Linked DNA regions of Lactuca sativa: region 2 is linked to region 1. Evidence: chromatin contacts called from public Hi-C data. All regions are on one chromosome and are shown on one strand. Each heading gives the region's core, a stretch centred on a gene start, on an enhancer-like site or on the middle of the called end of the contact. The rest is flanking DNA. Distances are from core to core; before and after follow the strand shown. Region 1 holds the start of LOC111912873 (F-box protein PP2-A13). Region 2 holds the start of LOC111912872 (ribulose-phosphate 3-epimerase, cytoplasmic isoform).

Region 1 (6,474 bases), core at 1,532-4,031:
TTCTTTGATTTCTTGTAGATGGGTCGAGTAAATACAGATGACCTAAATGATTGTAATGACAAAGGATGAATGAACATCTTTAACAACTTGGAAGGAATAGAAATGTATTTTATTCAACAGGTAAGGGTTCCTTCTTTTTTTTCTTCTTGTTTGATTTGGCAGCGACAGTAAAGGGAGTGACGGGAAGGAAGCCTTCAATCCACCTTGGGCTACGATGAACTCAACAGTACCGATTCACTCTTGATGTCGTTGTAGTCGATCGACAATAAAAAACGGATCATGAAGGGGGGGTGCATAAATGGTTGTATTTATTTATGAATAGCATGTGTATTCATTTATGAATAACATTGTAGTTATGTGTGAATAATTGTATTCATTTATTAATACTTTAATAGTAGTGTATTAATGTGAATGAGTATATTTATTTATGATTAGATGTATTCATTTGTGAATTACAATATATTCATGTGTGAATGATTGTATTTATTTATGAATAGTAGTGTATTCATTTGAATGGGTATACTTATTTATGATTAGAAGTATTCATTTTATGAAGAAATGATAATTTTTACACTATTTTTATTTTCAATTGATGAAAAATGCATTGAATTTTTTGGGATTGGATTTCTATTCATTTTAAAAAAAAAAACAAAAACATGAAATAGTAGAAAATAATAATTTTTTAAAAATTTTCTTTTCAGATTTAAAATAAAAAGAAATATTAATTTTTTTAGGTAATTTTTTGAAACGGTCATAAATTATTTTTGTGAAAAATCATAAGAAAAATATATTTATATATATTTCATTAACTAAAAGGAAATATTAATTTTTTTAGGTAATTAAAATCATTATCCCTAGATTTTATGAAATCATTAATTAATATTCATATAAAGTTACTAATATACCCTTATAAAATGATTGGTCTAGAATTATTCTCGCGTTCTTAACCTTTTAGGTATTCTCATTTGATAATCTCCATATATATATATATATATATATATATATATATATATATATATATATATATATATATGTGTGTGTGTGTGTGTGTGTGTGTGTGTGTGAAATTCTGTAGTGTGACACACTAAAAACCCGTGCAAATGTTCTTTGTATAAAAAATGTCAGTATACAATGATGATAAAGTAGAGTGTGTGTCTGAATAAAGGTTTTGAAAACGCAAAACATCTGCAAGTAAAGAAGGGCGAGGATCAGCAAGTAAAAAACATGATTAAATACAGAAAAGAGAGACAAATAGAAGTAAGTCGAGAATAGAAACTAACTAGGTGAAATGGTCAACAATATATAGGGTGTCTTCGACAAAACTAACTAGTAGCGGATAGCTTGTAGCTAATAGCGTTTTGTTAAATGTTACATAAAGTAGCTTTTGGATTTTGAACGTTTTGTTTAAACTAAGGTGTTGTTTGTTTTTCTATAAAAATCTCTTCAAACCACTTATTGTTGCGCGGCGCAGCACACGCGCAACACTTTCCCTCTCGCAGCAGTTTGTTTTTTGAAAGACTTCAGTCTACAAAACCTCTGCGCGTGTGCTGCATGGCACAACACTTGACTTGCCTCTTCTAACCTCTTCAGCTTTCATTTTTTCTAAATGTTTTTTTTAAGATTTTTTGTATAACTTTTTTATTATTATTATTTTTTTAAACTTTGATTTTCTTAAATTTTTATTTACAGATGTGATACAATTTATTTTTATAATTTCCACGATTTTTTTAATTTTTTTTTACCGTTTTATTAATAATATTTTCAATTTCAGTTATATCTTTTTTAATGTGTGTAATTTTTTACAAACTTTGTAGACAACGTTTGCAATACTTTCTTAATTTTTTTATTATTTTCTTTTTTAATGTTTTTTAAAATTAGTTTTTTTTTTCTAGAATAAAACTATTAGCTTCTTTTACATTTTTTTAAGTTTTTATTTTTAAAAAAAGTTTTATATTTTTGTTTTTTTACATGTTCTTGTTATTATTATTTCAATGTTTAAGACTAGAATTATTAAGTTTCAGTGTTGAGAACTATTTTCAGTTTATAAAATTAGTTTATTTAAATTTTAGTTTACTGCAGCAGTCTGCAGATGTTAAAAAACAAACATGTTTTTTATTATAGGCTGTAGTCGTTTGTTCCACCTCTTCTGCTACAGAGGATTGCAGAGGTGGTCTGCAGACTTCATGAATTTCCACTTCGAAAAAACAAATAGCACCTAAATGTTAAAAGCTTATGGTGTCAAACGATATTTTTTGTTTAAAACAAAATGTTTTGTTAGACTCTAAAAGTTAGAAGCTCACAAAAACTCTATGCCGAACACGGATATAAAAATAGAAGTCATGCCCCAGACATGTAAATAATAGAGAGTGACAAAGATCAACACGAAAATCATGAATAAATACAAAAAAAAAATACCGAAACAAATACAATTAACCAAAGAATAGGTACAAGATGGGTAAACACATTGCCGACATCACATAAAAAAACAGTATTTCAACTTCTTACAAAGTACAATATGTATCGAATGAATTTTGGTATTTTTATCATATTGACAAAATGACTAGATAAAATCAAAAAGTTCTATTAAAAAATTGACACCTTTTAAAACGCAAGATAATCAATTATAAAAATAATAGTAATAAACTTTTAGGACTCAAAATTTGGCGCGTGTAATTCACGAAGTTTCTCCTGTAATTAAATTGCGAGCGGTTCTAAAATAGCCGAATGTCCACGTCATCGTTCCAACATATGTGAGCGGATAAAGCCGCGTTGCTTCTCATTTTACACAAACCAATTCCGCGAATTCTTCTCCAAAACCCACCGGTACAACCGCCGTTAACCACCGTCAACCACCATATCTACTTCTTTCCCATGGGTGCTAATTCATCACTACTAAGTCCCGACAGTTCAGATGGGTCTAACCATCCATCAAAGCTCAAGCTCGGCGACATCCCGGAATCCTGTGTTGCTCTGGTCTTATCATACTTAGATCCGCCGGAGATTTGCAAATTGGCGAGACTCAATCGAGCATTCAGAGCTGCTTCCTCTGCCGATTTCATCTGGGACGCTAAATTGCCCTCCAATTATCATCATCTGGTCGACGACTACCTAATTAAAAACCCTACCAAATTGGGGAAAAACGAAACTTATGCTCGCTTATCCCGACCGGTTCCTTTCGACAGCGGAAACAAGGTTCGATTTCTCTGATCCTTTTTCACTTGTACAAAATTCAACTCTAGACTAGTCAAAATCCGTCGCGATTTCGACGCCATAACTTCGAGTTGTTGGTTTTTGAATTAGTTTTGTTGAGTGGATGTTCATGGAAAAGTCAACCTTGTAATTGTTTCTAATTTAGGGGTTTTCGTTACAGGAATTCTGGTTGGACAAAAGAACAGGAGGCCTATGTTTGTCGATTTCTTCCAAGGCATTGGCCATCACCGGAATTGATGACCGGAGATACTGGAATTATATTCCCACAGATGAATCAAGGTAAATTTGATTGTGATTGGTGTGAATTTTTTGTGTTTTGGTATCTTCCATTAACGACTTATACCTTCCATATACCAGATTTCACACGATTGCATACCTGCAACAAATTTGGTGGCTAGAGGTAGAAGGAGACATGGAGTTCCAGTTTCCGGCAGGGACATATTCGTTGTTGTTCAAACTCCGACTCGGGAGGTTCACGAAAAAACCGGGCCGTAGGGTGGCTACCCACGGCGGCCATGAGAGCGTCCATGGGTGGGACATAAAACCGGTTCAGTTCCAGCTCACAACCCCCGATGGTCAACAGGCCATTTCCAAACGTTTCTTGGAAAACACCGGGAATTGGGAGTACCACCACGTCGGAGATTTTGTTGTTGATGATCCAAATACGCCCACAAAGATAAAGTTTTCATTGACTCAAATCGATTGCACACACACAAAAGGTGGTTTATCCATTGATTCGGTTCTCATATGCCCTAGTGACTTGGTTAAAAGTTTTAGAGCTATATTATAGCCACAATGCTCCCCTCCCTTTTTCTATTATGAATCGGCCGAGACACAGACACTGTATAAATAAATCAGACATAAGAGTCCAGTACCTACAAAATGGCCAATTCACATTGGAATTGAAATTCTTGTTAGACAATGATTGTAATGTCTTAATGGTCGGTTTTGAACACATTTTTGGTGATTTTTAGAGCTTAGGGAGAAATTGTTATTAGTTTGTTTTTTTAGAGTTAAATTGGGTAGAACGATTGTAAATGTGTCACAATAGTGTCAATTTGATGTTGTAAACATTGTATAGTTCTTGTCGACTATTTTTGTAATCAGAAAAGACAGTGAGGTGATACGTGTTCTTTTTCTTTTGTCGGAATCATCCTATATTTAATTCCTCCACAATGATCGATCGTATATAAATTCTCTTCTTTGAAAAGACCTTACAAGACAAAAATTTATTGTTTATATCATAATCGACTTTTAAAGTTAGGTAACAACGGAATTACGTTTTGACCATAATAGTAACGAATTTAACTGGTTTAGGCAATGTGCAATATTTTGGCGTTTGGTTTTTGGTTGAGTGTGACTTGTCAACTATGTATACTGAATTGAACATTTTATTTGGAAATACATACAAAGATTTAATTTTTCTGTCAAACATTCTCCTAAAATAACCATCATTTTTAACCAAACTAAAACTCGAATCCAAATTAATTAAATCGTTAATTTAGTACTTAGAATCATCAAACCAATACTGAATAGAAATCAAGAACCCCAAACCAAGAGACAAGAGGAATTTACGGAATTTACGTATACATTGATCATCCAAAAAACCTACATGGATCATTCAAACAACCCAACTCGTTGAGCCCAATCCTGGGTTTCATGTTAGTAAATGCGCATGGTTGAAAAAAATGTCAAACATTAATGTAATGTAAAATCCCAATGATTAGTTTGTAATCTTTGACAAATCACAATGATTAGTTTATGATCTTTTGACAAATAAAACTCAGATCTTCTAGTATTTTGAGATCAAAACAACCAGATTTTCATAAGTTAATAAAGAATCATCGCTACACATTATATTTATTTTTAAATTAATCAGATTGTAAGAACTAATTATCTAACTATATATGTCAAACAACATGAAAATCACCTTGCACACACCTAACACCCTATTAATCTACACACAGTGCTAAACGTTGTTGTGTCTATTTTAACATATGGAAGTTGTTTATTTGTAAACTTAGATTTTACACAATTCTCTCATTTATCAAAATCTTTGTTGTCATATTTTAAGATTCGTTTTCTTTGCATTTCTAGATTATTTTCACATTTGTGTGTGATAAACATGCATGCCGTAAAAAAATTAAACAAACAGAAAAACCATAAAATGTTATTACATTTGAATTTCCAACCATTAACATTATTACTATCAAAAGTAAACGCTAGGCTACAAACATCCTTCATTACACCCGACCTATCATCATCACAGACATACCCCCACAATTGTTCGTCTTCTCAACATAAATAATGCCTCTAGTGATATCGATCCTCCCAAACTCCATCTTGAAAACTATTTTATCAAACTTGTCCATAAAACACAAACTCGTTGATATAACTAGAACATGAAGAACATCTCAAAGGGTAACCCCTGGACCACGCCTAAACTATTTCAGGTTCATGTCACTTCTTACAAGTACTTCAGCTCGGTGGTCGGCCACACAAACCACAACTGTCTCTCTGGTGATGCAATATGATAAGTGCGGGAAGGGCCGACCCAAGGGATGTTCAGAAGGTGCCCATGAACAAGGCCCACTGAAATCTAGGCCCAAAAATTTTACCAGATTGTATATTAGCATGGATTTTTTTGGGCTCAAATGCTCAAATAGGTTAGCGAGAAAGGAAACGATACATAGACAAACGCATGTCCTTAAGAGAGAAGTATGAATCATATTTCTTCTGGGAAAAAGAGATGACGTTTTGGTTCCTTCATCCTTGTTGTGAAGAAATCTTAATTGGTGCTCGACCAATTAACAATTGTTGATTGCTATTGGAAGTCACCAAGTCAGCAACGATTTTATTGATCTTTTCTTCTGTGCTTATATCTTGAACCCAAAAAACTTATTCAAAAGAAATCCATCAATACTCATTCAACCGATTCATGCTTTTTTCTCCCTACTTCTTTTTTCATAGATCACAAGAAAATCACTCAATAATCATAACTCATTCAACATTCACCTACAACAATATTCTTTTTGATGGGTTTTATAGGTTATAATTAAAAAATGTGGCGTAAAAATTTAACCCTCAAGTTCACATACAACCTATTTGGATCTAAGTTTTCTCTATTGATATCAATAACCTCTAAACATCAAGAACCCTAAGGGAACTCTATAATAATTGAAATTTAGGGTTTACATACCTCTTGATTATTGTAGCAAATAATCACACTAATATCCTTCTTGAAAACCTTGGAAAGCAAGCACC
Region 2 (6,474 bases), core at 1,475-3,974, 250 kb before region 1:
GTAACTCGAAATGGAATCTTATGAACAAACTCGTGACACATTGGAATGGAATTTACACAAACTTTGAAAAGGAACAGGCTAACGGAGAAATTGAAGCGAGTTTGTTGAAAAAAACGCATGCTACATTCCAAGATGATATGCTAAGCCTTTTAAGTTTATTCATGTGTTACAAGTTGTCAAAAGAAGCATTAGGTTGAGGGAACTTCAAACACATGAAGAAATTGCTAATCCACCCAAAAGAAGCCGAACATCTTCATATTCGAGCTCACAACAAGTGTCATCGGATGGTCACGTAGGCGTTAATCTTAATGATGATAACAACAACATCGAAGAAATATGCCCGCCTTCTCGACCAATGGGAAGGGACAAAACAAAAGCTCGAGCAAGAGGAAAAGGGAAAGCGACATCTTCAAATTCATCGGTCGGAACCGAGCGGTCAGCTAGATCGGAGGAAATGATGACACAAATGATACAATTGAATTCAACTTTGGAGAGACATATGACTGAAACCGTTCGACTCATAAAATATTCGTTGTTAATGCAAGATGTGAGACACCTCAACCCCGAAGATTAAGAGGTGGCTAAAGTGGTGAAGGAGTTGATTCACGAAAAATATAAGCCAAACAGCAAATGAAATTTCGATGTTATGTTTTTTTCTAGGTTGTTTTTTTTTTTTATCAAATTTAATTTTCATTTTTTTAATGTAATTTTTAATTTCATGTTAATTTTTTTTAAGATTTCTAAAATGTAACTTTTAATTTTATGCTATTTTTAATTTTTGTATGGTTTTTACAAAAGTTATTATTTTTTTTATTGAAATTAAAAAAAAAGTTCATAGGTAAACCATTTACCATACCCTAGTTCCTAAATAAAAATTGTTAAAATTGTAAAAATTGATATGATGCTTACATGATATATTTTTACCATTAATAAAAAAGACATTACACCCCTTAACCTAATTCCAAACACCTCCTAATTTTACCACCCCGTTTTCGAGTTCAATTTAACGTGAGAAAGGAAAGAAAATGGAAGGATCACTTTCCCTCCTAACTTTCCTTCCGATTTAAGAGGATTTAGAAAGAAATAATAAAATAATTTATTTTCTTTCTACTTCTCTCCGACTCGAAAACATAAAAGAAAATTTTGTTTTCCTTTTTTTTTTCTTTTATATTTTCTCACATGAAAACAAAAAAAATAGACAAAACTGCACAAATGGTCCCTGTGGTTAGCTCAAAATTGCCACTTTAGTCCAAAAAAGTTTGGACTAGCACCACAGGTCCAAACTTTTCATTTTGTTGCGAGTTTGGTCCAAAATTTTTGATACATTTTATAATGACGAATTTGCCCTTTATTATTTTATTTTACATTTTTCTTTTATTACTGTAATTAGAAAACATTTAAAAATAAAACAAAAAATAAAATACTCTCTCTCTCTCTCTCTCTCGTCAAACCAAAACAAGATTTGAGATATGTTTCTTCTTTAGACTTTTCTCCCTAAACACTCAAGGAAGGTAAAATAGAGGGAAGATCGAATAACAGAGAAATAAGAAAATGAAATTAGAAGACGGAATCAGATCGAGGTCATCGGTTCTCAGGTTCTTCATCTAAACATACACATGGTGATCTGAAGACGAAGCGACGGAGGAGAAAACCTTGAATCGAAATCCGCCTCTTTGCCTCGAGAGTCTTCAGTCACGAGCTCAGGTCTCCGATGTCCTCAGAAAAGAACGGATCTATGTCGGTGAAGTTTAAAAACTTTCTTCAGATCTATCGATCTGAAAACCCCCTTCCTCTTCATATCTGAAAACCCATCCCACAGTGGTAGCTCGATTTTCAGGACAAAAACCCTAATATATATGGGAAGGGCGGCGGGGAGGAAGAGAAACTGAGAAAAATCCTAGCTTCGACTTTTACAATTTTGAAAGAAAAACGTATCGTCCTTTTTCAAGAGCTAAAGATGGTGGAAGCTCTGATGAAAGGGTTTCAACACCTTCAAATGACTCAGGCCATGTATTTGCTGCTAGATTTTTTTGTCTTGGTCATTCTAGATCCATATCAGCGTCGTGTTTGTCTTTCTAGATCCATATCAGTATAGATTTTTTTGAATTTTGATTTAAGAATGTTAAGCTTCTACAAATCTGTAAATAGTTCTTGTGTCTTTACAAATCTAGTTGATCTTGTGGTTTACAAGTCTGTAAATACTTCTTGTTCTTCAGATCTGAAAAAATAGAATGTTTTGTTCTTCATATTTGGAAAAATTATGTTTGAATTCATCAAATGGTGGTGATAGTTCATGAGGTTTTCGGAGAAGAAGAGAGTGAAGAAACATAAAGATGAAATGCAGATAGAATGGTGGTTGTGGCGGTGATTTCCGACAGGTGGTGGTGGCTTTAGGCAATTAACAGTGGTTTCCGGTGACATGGTGGAGAGAGAGAGAGACGGAGGAGTTAGTTGGTTTTTGTTTTTTATTTATTTCATCAAAAATTAATAGAATTAATAAAAAAACAAAAAAAGATAAAAAAGAATAAGGGCAAAATCGTCATTATAAAAATATTCATAGCAAATTGGACCAAACTCGCAACAAAATGAAAAGTTTGGACCTGTGGTGCCAGTCCAAACTTTTTTGGACCAAAATGACAATTTTAAGCTAACCACATACTATTTGTGCAGTTTTGTCAGAAAAAAATATGATTTTTCAAAGAAGTCACTTAAAAATCCCAAACACGCCCTTGCTTTTGCACCGGTTAGGGTTAGAAATTAAAATTTCAATTTGATTAGTCTGGTCCTCCACTTTGCAAGCTTCAATCGATCGGTGTACCTACTGCTGCGTATTTGCGACTACGGTACCTTCTGCTGCGTATTTACGAGGTCATCACTCAATCGAACCCTTACTGACTTGGGTGAGCTTGGGGTATGTACTTCTTATCCGTTTAAACCAAAAGTCTGATTACTGCAGCAGAGTTGCTATTCCTAGGGTTTTAATATGTTCAGTAACATCTTCTATTGTTTTTGGTCCAGCACAATTAAACGGACTTTAATATCTCCTCGGAACTTCGAAACATGCCTACTACAGCCGTGGAAGCGAAGATCGCGCCGTCGATGCTATCGTCGGACTTCGCCAATCTGGCTTCAGAGGCTGAGCGCATGGTCAGCTTCGGTGCCGATTGGCTTCACATGGACATAATGGTACCAAATTTCCTTTGATCCTTCAACATAGGAACACAGGTTTTGATTGAATTTGATCGTTGCTTTGGCTATTGAAGATAATAGATACTGTCGATTTTTACTTGTGGTACTATGTAATCCTTTTGTATCGATTTACTCCAGAACCTGATTTAGCAATTAAGTCATGATGAAATCATGAATGATTGACCTAGCTGAGATGATGTTTGTTCCTTTGTCCTCTCATCTCCTGACTCTCTTACGCATTGGCAACACACTAAGTCACTAACTCAGCACTCACACATCTTGTGTTTTATTTGTTTAATGGCATGTAAACAGAGATAGTACTCGAGCATGTTTATCTATTAATTGAGTTTGATCTATTGTATTTCCAGATTGTGTTTGTCTCCAATTTGATACTAGTTCTGTGTTTTCTGTATACCTGAGGCAAGGCAGTTGTTATTTATCATAGGCAGGATTTTAATTGTCATATAGAAACTTTGGTCCACTTCACTGTCTGCTTTGTTTTCATTTCTTGACCTGCATCTGCACTCTACATTGGATTTAGTCGTTTTGGTCCCAACAGGACCCTCTATACATTAGCCTTGTGATCTAAATTTCATTTCATGTTGTGACTGTAGTATATCATAATTTGCTTCTTTGGTTATTGTAGTTGTCTCTGATAGACTGTTGATGTTAATTTGCAGGATGGGTATGGCTTCAGAGTTGGCTAAAGATCTTCTGCTGTTTATCAGAAACTAGCAGATAGTTTGTTTCAGTCAGCTTTAATCTTGTAGTTTTATAAATGATGACTATTAAATAACACTCATGCCTTTGATTTTATTTCAGGCATTTTGTCCCAAATCTTACAATTGGTGCTCCAGTGATTGCGAGTTTAAGAAAGCACACAAAGTAAATGAAATCCTTTGTTTTTTCCACTATGCTCTTTTAACTTCATGGCTAATGCAATAAGGAGGTTTGTTGTGACGCAGGGCATATCTGGATTGCCACCTTATGGTAACAAATCCTCTTGATTATGTTGATCAATTAGGAAAGGCTGGTGCTTCTGGTTTCACATTTCATGTTGAGGTTTCTAAAGGTATGTTATTTGGATCACAATATTTGTAATTCAGATTGCTCATAGTTAGTTGTTGCACAGATAATTGGCAAGAAGTTGTTAAAGAAATCAAGTTGAAAGGCATGCGGCCTGGTGTGGCATTAAAACCAGGAACACCCATTGAGGATGTGTATCCCCTGGTATGTAACATGTTATGATAATTGATAATGTAAAAGAAAAGAAACCCTTGTTGATGATGGTTTGTTGATAGCTTGAAGGTGAAAATCCTGTTGAAATGGTTCTTGTCATGACTGTGGAACCTGGATTTGGTGGGCAGAAGTTCATTCCAGATATGATGAATAAGGTGTATTTATTTATGGGAAGTTTGCTGCCTAAAATTTCCATTTGATTTGACAAAATTTTGTTGTTGAATAGGTGCGCACATTGAGAGAAAAGTATCCGAAACTTGATATAGAGGTTAGTGTTTCAAACCTGTTATTGTATGCTTGATGTTTTTACATATCCATATGTGATATTTAAATATAAATAAAAATAAATATTTGTGGATGGCAGGTAGATGGAGGTTTAGGGCCTTCAACGATTGACGAGGCAGCTGCTGCAGGTGCAAACTGCATTGTTGCTGGGAGTTCAGTTTTTGGAGATCCAGAGCCGGCTCGAGTTATATCTCTACTCAGAACAAGTGTCAACAAGTGCTTGAAACCCAACTTTATATAGAGACTCAGCAACCACATCAAAACATGATCCGATCCGACTTTATATGAGTTGCTTAATTTGCTATGTTGATTCATTGTGCTATTATTGTACTCTATATGTATTATCTATTATGTAGAGTAGTTTTGTTTCTTATGAAATAATGAATGATATGCTGTTATTCACTTGTATTGCAATTACAAGTGCCTCTAATGAATCAGTTGCTAAAACTACACATTGCATTGCATTGCATTGTATTGTATTGGATTGAATTTCACCATTTTTGCATTTTTTATACTAGCCCGTCACACTTTGGTTGGTGATCGGTAAATTAACCAGAATTAAAGTGTTAAACTACTATTAACTAATAGTATCTTTTTAAATAAATAAATACATAAATATATGTTTCCTTTTTGATAAGGGTTAATTATATCTATACATTTAAATATAACAACGTTTTACAATTAGATTAGCCTCAAATCATCTCTGATATTAACATTAACCCCATGTTTGGCAAAAATAAACCAGCTTTTTGTTATTTAGCATTTGGTAAAATTAATAAAATTAGCTTATTCCGGTTTATAAAATAGCTTATAAGCTAACTTATTGATATCAATAAGTTAAGTTTATAAGCTAAAAACTTTTCAGCTAGTTTATCAATTTATCAAAATAAACTTTAAAGTGGTGACTCCCTTCTTCCTTCCTATAAAAAAAATAAAAATTCTCCCTTTACGTCATCGATGCTGATTGCAACTTCAACATCCGTCTTATCATTCAAGATTCAAGGTAGTGAAGCTTCAAATGTCTAAAATCATGCATATCAAATAATTAGTTATAAAAAGACCAACACACGTTCATAAGCAAATACACTCTTTCGATTTGCACTACCTTTTTTTTTTTTTTATTATCTAACTAGACGAATTCTCATGTGTTGTGTATGAATTCAATATTACAGTTAAATTAGTCGTGATTTAAAGTTTGAAGCAACAACATAGCCATGAATTTGGATTGGGATATTGATAGTAAAAATATTGGGAGCAAGAATTTCTGGGAACATCTAGAACGTTTCGTTTTTGGGCAAAATAGCAGTTTTCAAGTATTGTTTGACAAATTAAGTATTAATCAATATTTGATTGATTGGTCTGAGGTTATCTATAAAAAATATTTATCTAAGCCACTTCGTTTCTTTTTGTCCAAGTTGTTTCTTTTTTTGTATAGCTCACTTTCCTTTTTGTTTGTCAGTTTCAGGAATATCCTCATTCATAGGTCCAAAATCTACATCTTTGAACCGAAAGATCCGAATGATCCACATATTTTTAAAATCAACAAGCCTTCAAATGAAAAATAACTATTTGCACAAAGTTTTGTAATGTATAACGTTGATCTCCTAAAATGAAATATAAACATAAATTACAATTTAATTAATTCGGCGAGTTTCGTTTGTTGAAATCAATTAATGATATCATCATCATCATCATATTATTATTATTATTATTATTATTATTATTTTACTTTTTTACATAAAAACACATCTAGATGAGATG

The links. A called contact is a pair of places that touch in the nucleus more often than the background predicts.
Region 2: a contact with region 1 is called in a Hi-C map of seed, with 8 times the contacts expected there. The contact joins the promoter of LOC111912872 here to the promoter of LOC111912873 in region 1. A contact is called at or near these places in 4 of 4 Hi-C or Micro-C datasets (bud, leaf and seed).

What each region holds. Positions count from the first base shown.
Region 1 is chr7:6,699,668-6,706,141 of Lsat_Salinas_v11, reverse strand. It overlaps LOC111912873 (F-box protein PP2-A13), which reads left to right and starts at 2,781. Exons shown (of 3, transcript XM_023908607.3): 1 at 2,781-3,192; 2 at 3,371-3,489; 3 at 3,568-4,349. The coding sequence starts at 2,872. The coding sequence ends at 4,000.
Region 2 is chr7:6,944,808-6,951,281 of Lsat_Salinas_v11, reverse strand. It overlaps LOC111912872 (ribulose-phosphate 3-epimerase, cytoplasmic isoform), which reads left to right and starts at 2,724. Exons shown (of 9, transcript XM_023908605.3): 1 at 2,724-2,911; 2 at 3,019-3,186; 3 at 3,870-3,874; 4 at 4,012-4,074; 5 at 4,155-4,261; 6 at 4,322-4,419; 7 at 4,491-4,583; 8 at 4,655-4,696; 9 at 4,793-5,165. The coding sequence starts at 3,061. The coding sequence ends at 4,954.